2 separate regions of the Mus musculus genome follow, and region 2 is linked to region 1. Evidence: chromatin contacts called from public Hi-C data. All regions are on one chromosome and are shown on one strand. Each heading gives the region's core, a stretch centred on a gene start, on an enhancer-like site or on the middle of the called end of the contact. The rest is flanking DNA. Distances are from core to core; before and after follow the strand shown. Region 1 has its middle 9.8 kb from the start of Gm30149. Region 2 overlaps Il16 (interleukin 16).

Region 1 (3,019 bases), core at 152-2,651:
TAAATGTTTAAATAAATCTTATTATTGTTGGAAATACAAGTCTATTGAACATTTTATGTTTAAAGTAGATTTTTGTTTTCTTTTTTCTTTTTTTTTTTTTTTTTTTTTTTTTTTGGTTTTTCAAGACAGGGTTTCTCTGTATAGCCCTGGCTGTCCTGGAACTCACTCTGTAGACCAGGCTGGCCTCAAACTCAGAAATCCGCCTGCCTCTGCCTCCCAAGTGCTGGGATTAAAGGCATGCGCCACCACCGCCCAGCTTTTCGAGACAGGGTTTCTCTGTGTAGCCTGGGCTGTCCTGGAACTCACTTTGTAGACCATGCTGGCCTGGAACTCAGAAATCCGCCTGCCTCTGCCTCCTGAGAGCTGGGATTAAAGGCGTGCGCCACCACGCCCGGCTAAAGTAGATTTTTATATTATAGTCAACAGAATGCAGGGAATCTGGAGCCATTTGGATTGGATTCTAGTTTTAACTCTAACACCGTTCTGAATATAACTCCTTATTTTCTTTGGAATAAATGCTGAAATAGTTCAAGTTGGAAAGTTACACTTACCCAAAAAAAAAAAACAAAAACAAAAACAAAAACAAAACAAACCTTTCCCGTCCGCCCTGGCAACCTACCTCCTTTATTGGAGGTGAACCATGTTGAAACTTGGTTGCCTTTGCTTCGTTTTTATGTATATACCGTACAAGCGAATGCGTGTACAATTTGGATTGTTTCAAAAACTCTAGCACGGTCCATGGAAATGGGAACCAGCTTCCTCTCTGACAAAGCAGTGAGCCAGGGAGAGTACAAGGCGAAAAGTACATGAATTGCCCATATTAAAGTCTGGCTCGGGCGTTAGCACCCCCACCCCAAGGCATCGTCATTATTAGAAGGGCTGCCAGGTACATAAAGGGTCTTCAGTAAGTCTCAAAATGCCCTTGGAGCGTGTTAAACGTCTGTCAGGTCTCCTTCACTCCAAAGCTTTCAGTTTAGGTGAGTGTGGGGAGACCTCCAAGGAGGTCCCTGAAGATGCTGACCAAGAGAACCTCACAGTAAAGCATCCGCTGCCCTAGATTCCGATGCAGGCTCCTCGTCCCGCGCCTTAGTGGTCTGTGACCCCGGGTGTGACCACTGTGATCCTGGGAGCCACCTAGGATGTCTAAGTAAGAGACCGCACGGGCCCCGCCCACAGCACACACCCGAGAAATGCTAGTCTGGAATGAAACGCTAACGAGAAATCCACATAGAAAGCAGAATACCCAGGACAGGCTGCGGTGGGCAGACGGGCGGCACGAGTAAAGTTTTTACACCAAGCGCCCGTCTCTGCCGCAGCGACCTTCTGATCACTCCGGAAGAGAGGCGTTCCCACGCCTGACGCGGGTCATCCTCCCCCTCGCAACCCGCGCACCCTCGGGATGGCGGCGGATGACGACGGCGGCGGCAGAGTGTGGACGTGCCTCGCGCCGCGCAGCAAATGGCGGAGGAGGCAAGGCGTGGCCCGCTGCGCCGCGTCCGGCCACCAGGGGGCAGCCGCGCGTCTGAGTCCCGCAACCGGCTGGAACCGGTCTGGCCGGAAGTTGGGCTGGGGCCTTCTCTTCCGCAGCCGCGCGCCACGTGGCCGGGATGGGGTGGGGTGGGGTGGGGATGGGGCGAGGAGGAGGAGGAGGAGGAATGCACGAAAACAACAAGATGGCGCCGCGGGGGATGGGCGCCTTGCCTGCGCCCTCGGAACCCGGAGCGTCCCGAAGGGCGGAGTGGAAGGGCCGGTCGGGGCCCAGCCTGCGGGGCGTAGCCGGCTTCCGCCAGCTTGGGAGGCCGCTTGGACAGGCCCAGGGTGCGGTCGCCAGCGCGCCCATCACGAGACCCCTGGCCGGGATCCAGGACTCCCTTTGGGCCTTCGCGGCGCCTTTCCTTAATTTGCTTTGTCCGCTTTGCATTTGTCCTCTGAGCGTTGTCGACCTCCTAGGGGAGCGATTAGATCAGGGCGAGGCCAACAGCGAGCAAGAGCAGGAAAAATGCTGACCGTGGACCCCGCCGGGGTCAGCAATGGTAGAGATGGAACCTGCTGGGAGGTGGACCACACCCCACCCCTATCCACCCCGGGGCGCTTCGGGACCTCCTCACTGTAGGGGCGGCCAGTGTGGCAGAATCCAAGCTTGTCTGTTTGGCTTTTGTGAAAAAAAGCAAAAAAAAAAAAAAAAAAAAGAAAAGAAAGAAAGGGAAATCTGGTTTTGTATGTATTAAAACGTAGGAAATTAGGCATAATTGTCTAGTATCCTGGAATTGCTGCGAAAGCCTGAAGCCTCCCCTTCCTGCCCAAATCCGTGTAACTCTACTTGCCCCACCCCGTAGACATTCCTGACCGGTGGAATTTATTTTAGATGGGCCTGAGGATCGCAGATGTGAGGTTTTGTTGGGTTTTATATCTTTTTAAATAAGTTAACACACGTTACTCTGAATGTGATGGTATATTTAGAATAAGACATTTGTCGCCTTGGGATTTGAAAGCCTTTTAGAATAGGTTTCAAATTCTTTCCCATATTTGCGATTTATGAGGCCTTTGGCCTATCTCAAAATAATAAGACCCCTCCCCTCTAAATAGCACCTGGCTCCCAAGGACCTTAGAAGTTTAATTAATAAATATTTTGGATAAAATGCGGAACTATTACGGTGTTAGTTGGGAGGGAGGGAGGAGAGTAGCTTAAGACAAATCTCCAAGCTCGTGATCAAAACAGCATCGATATTAAGTGGTAAACTACAAGTGAGACAGTGACATCAATGACTGGGGGGTGGGCGGAGCCCAAGCTTAAATGTGCATTTTTGACGAAGGGATTTGGGGACCTACTTCACCCCACTCCTTAGGTTTTGTGTTCTTGTGAATTGTATTGGCAGGCATTCCCGAAAGCACTTGAGCCCTCTGAGGAACCAAAACACTGCGTAACGACTCCCAGTCACCATTAGTGCCAGGGGCCGCAGAGTTAAGGAATGGAATTCCGAAACACAAAGGGCTCTAATCTTTCCTCTCCTAGGCCTAA
Region 2 (3,019 bases), core at 347-2,846, about 10 Mb before region 1:
GGTGCGGAGCCACAGCCTTCTGAGAGGGAAGGCAGCACACACAGTCCCAGCCTGTCCCCAGGGGAGGAGCAAGAGCCGTGCCCAGGGGTCCCATCCAGGCCTCAGCAGGAGAGCCCACCCCTTCCTGAGAGCTTGGAAAGAGAGAGCCACCCACCACTGAGACTGAAGAAATCTTTTGAGATTTTGGTGAGAAAGCCGACATCCTCCAAACCCAAGCCTCCACCCAGAAAATACTTTAAAAATGACAGCGAGCCTCAGAAGAAACTGGAGGAGAAAGAGAAGGTCACAGACCCTTCTGGGCACACCTTGCCCACCTGCAGCCAGGTAGGAGGGTGTGCTCAGTGGGACGTGTGTCCCCTGCAACATGCAAAGCTGCTGCCCTTGAGCATTAGAAATGTCTGCAGGCTTCCTGTACTCTGGCATAGAGAAGCACTCTCTTTAAGCTCACTGTGCAGAGACATATGAAGCTTCGCAGAACCAAACCGGAAGTTCCGGGCCTGCCAACTGTTGGCAGTAACACTCGCGGGTCACATGGCTCACGCGCTGGTGTATCAGCAGCAGGGTTACTTTGTGGTGGGGAGGCTGAGTCCAGGAATCTGAGATGCTCTGCTAACCACAAGTAGTCACCCCAATAGCTAAAGCAGAGGGAGAATGATTGCTTGTGGGAGTACAAGATGTTCGCGAGAAATTAACTTTGCCTTCTGGAGGTGGGGAGACTCGGAAACCATCCTCTCTAAGTCTAGGTGTCCTTAGCTGCTACTTTGGGCTTTTTGAGTGGCTCCCTCTACAGGCTGTTGTGAGACTTAGATCTTCCCTTCCGTATATTGAAGACTCCAGCACCATAACTTCTCTTGGAGCTTCTTCCTCTAGCTTTACACCCAAAGGATGGTAGGTAGACAGGAAGGCAGCTGCTGAAACTTGAGCCCTTTCAACAAAGGACACTGTTTTAGGGTTTCTATTACTGTGAAGAGCCACCAAGACCATGGCAACTCTTATAAAGGACGTTTAATTGGACTTACAATTTCAGAGGTTTAATCTATTACTGTCATTGTGGAAAACATGACATCAGGTAGGCAGACATGGTTCTGGAGGGGCTTTGTTTTACATCTTGATCTACAGGCAGAAGGAGACTGCCACACTGGGCATAGCTTGAGCATATAAGACCTCAAAGCCCGCCTCCACAGTGACATACTTCCTCCAACAAAGCCACAACTACTCTAACAAAGCCACACTCCCTACTAGTGCCAGTGCCTATTGGCCAAGCACTTAAACACACAACTCTATGAGGGCTGTCCCTACTCAAACCACCATAGGCATTATGCTAGATATGTTCACGCACGTTGTTTTAGTTCATCCTTCCCCGGGTCTGAGGGTGAGATTCCCAGTTTCACAGAAGAAGAACTTACTTAAGTTTGTGTTGCTGAGGCGTGCAGTGAAGGCTGCTAGGGGTGAAGTAAGGCCTCTGGAAATCCCCTAGAAGAAAGCAGGAGATTTGTCAAACTGCCCATTGACAAGCTTCAGTGAGGTGGATGGGGAAGGAAATTCTTGAGTTCCTTGGTGAAGACACAGTGAAGGAGGAGCTGTGTTACCAAACAGGAAGTACAGACTTTCAGGCAGCTGAACGTGCCGGGCTGACTAGCAACCAGAGAGGGCGGGGTATCCTGTGAATGTGTTTCCCTGACTCCCCCTTCAGCAAACACTTCATTTGGATCTGAGGCAGAATCTAGAAGGCAAACCAGAAGGAAATGTTGAAAGGGTAGACATTTTGCTTTCCTCCTGCAGACCCAGGAAAGGAGAACAGGTGCCTTGATGAATCTCTTTGGCTTCCTGATTGGGTGGGGCCACATGTCGGGCAAGGAGCATTGCCAAGTAAGACAGCCAGGGGAGGAAGCAGGTGTTCTGTAGGGAAGGCCAGGCAAGGAGCCAAGGTATTTAAGACAGCACACAGACAAATATAAACACATGTATGTGCGAGCATGTGCACTCTCTCTCTCTCTCTCTCTCTCTCTCTCTCTCTCTCTCTCTCTCTCTCTCTCTCTCTCTATCTCTCTCTCTGATTTCTCTGTTCAGCATCCCACATCTTGAGCAATCTGCCCTGCCTTTGGCTTCCTTCCCTGTTCACACCAGCAATATGGTCCACACTAACACAAAGGCCGTTCTGTGGCTGCTCTTTTGTCCTCTCTGCATCATCCCACATGGCCAGTAGACCCTTCTGTAACTTATTCACTCAACCAACAGAGCATTGTTGTGCTGGCAGAGAGATCACAAAGACAGGCTTCTAGTCTGACAGAAAACAGGAAGCAGTTGACCTTCTACACCATTCTTAACAGCCTTGGCCACTCCCAGACCTTTCTCAATGGATCTTATTGCCTGTGATTCCATTTTCAACCCTTCTTCTCTCTCCCTTTTCTCCCTCTTCCCTTCTTTTTTCCTACCTTCTTCTCTTGTTTCTGTCTGTAGTCTTTTCTCTCTAGGGTCCTAAGACCCTTCTCAAGCAGATATGTACGACAGGTTACATTTAATGTAACTGAAGGTAACCCAATTTCCTGTACCCAAATGACCTTCAAGATACTTCCCATGAACCTGGAGAGATGACTCAGGATCACTGGCTGCTCTTCTAAAAGATCCAAGCTCCATTCCCGCACTTACACGGAGGCTAGTAATCACCGGTAACTCCAGTTCCTGTGGATCTGATGCCCAATCCGGCCTCTGTGGGAGCTCTGTGGGCACCCACACTGTCTTAAAATACCACTCACATTTAAGAAAATGATTTTGTATTCTCTGATTAGTCCCCATCTCTCATCCTCTTGCCTTACCTCCTCCCTCTCCCCTCATTCACCAAGTGCTGAGCCAGGGAACATTTGCCTGAATAAATTTTGTGTAGAAATCAAATTAAGTTTGGGATTAATTTAAAAGACCTTTTCCAAAGATAATGCAACGTAAGAGGTGTTGATTAAAAGGTAAAATGTGGGTTCTGAGAAGACAACTAATCAATAAAGGAGCTCCAGAGAACCATAAG

Evidence for each region. Hi-C and Micro-C count contacts between places; a contact is called where the count stands out from the background.
Region 2: a contact with region 1 is called in a Hi-C map of CD8 T cells, with 8 times the contacts expected there. The contact joins two enhancer-like sites. A contact is called at or near these places in 2 of 39 promoter capture datasets (liver and pre-B cells) and 1 of 484 Hi-C or Micro-C datasets (CD8 T cells).

Annotation. Positions count from the first base shown.
Region 1 is chr7:73,617,008-73,620,026 of GRCm38.p6, reverse strand. No RefSeq gene overlaps it. Among named protein-coding and RNA genes, the nearest start is that of Gm30149, 9.8 kb to the right of the region's middle. Within about 2 kb of position 1,401, at least 332 of the 459 cell types and tissues checked have an H3K27ac peak or open chromatin away from gene starts, as enhancers often do. A contact at or near this core is called in CD8 T cells and liver, where this site is marked.
Region 2 is chr7:83,658,103-83,661,121 of GRCm38.p6, reverse strand. Il16 (interleukin 16) reads left to right here. Exons shown (of 19, transcript NM_001360087.1): 12 at 1-324. Among named protein-coding and RNA genes, the nearest start is that of Stard5, 28 kb to the right of the region's middle. Within about 2 kb of position 1,596, at least 149 of the 459 cell types and tissues checked have an H3K27ac peak or open chromatin away from gene starts, as enhancers often do. A contact at or near this core is called in CD8 T cells and liver, where this site is marked.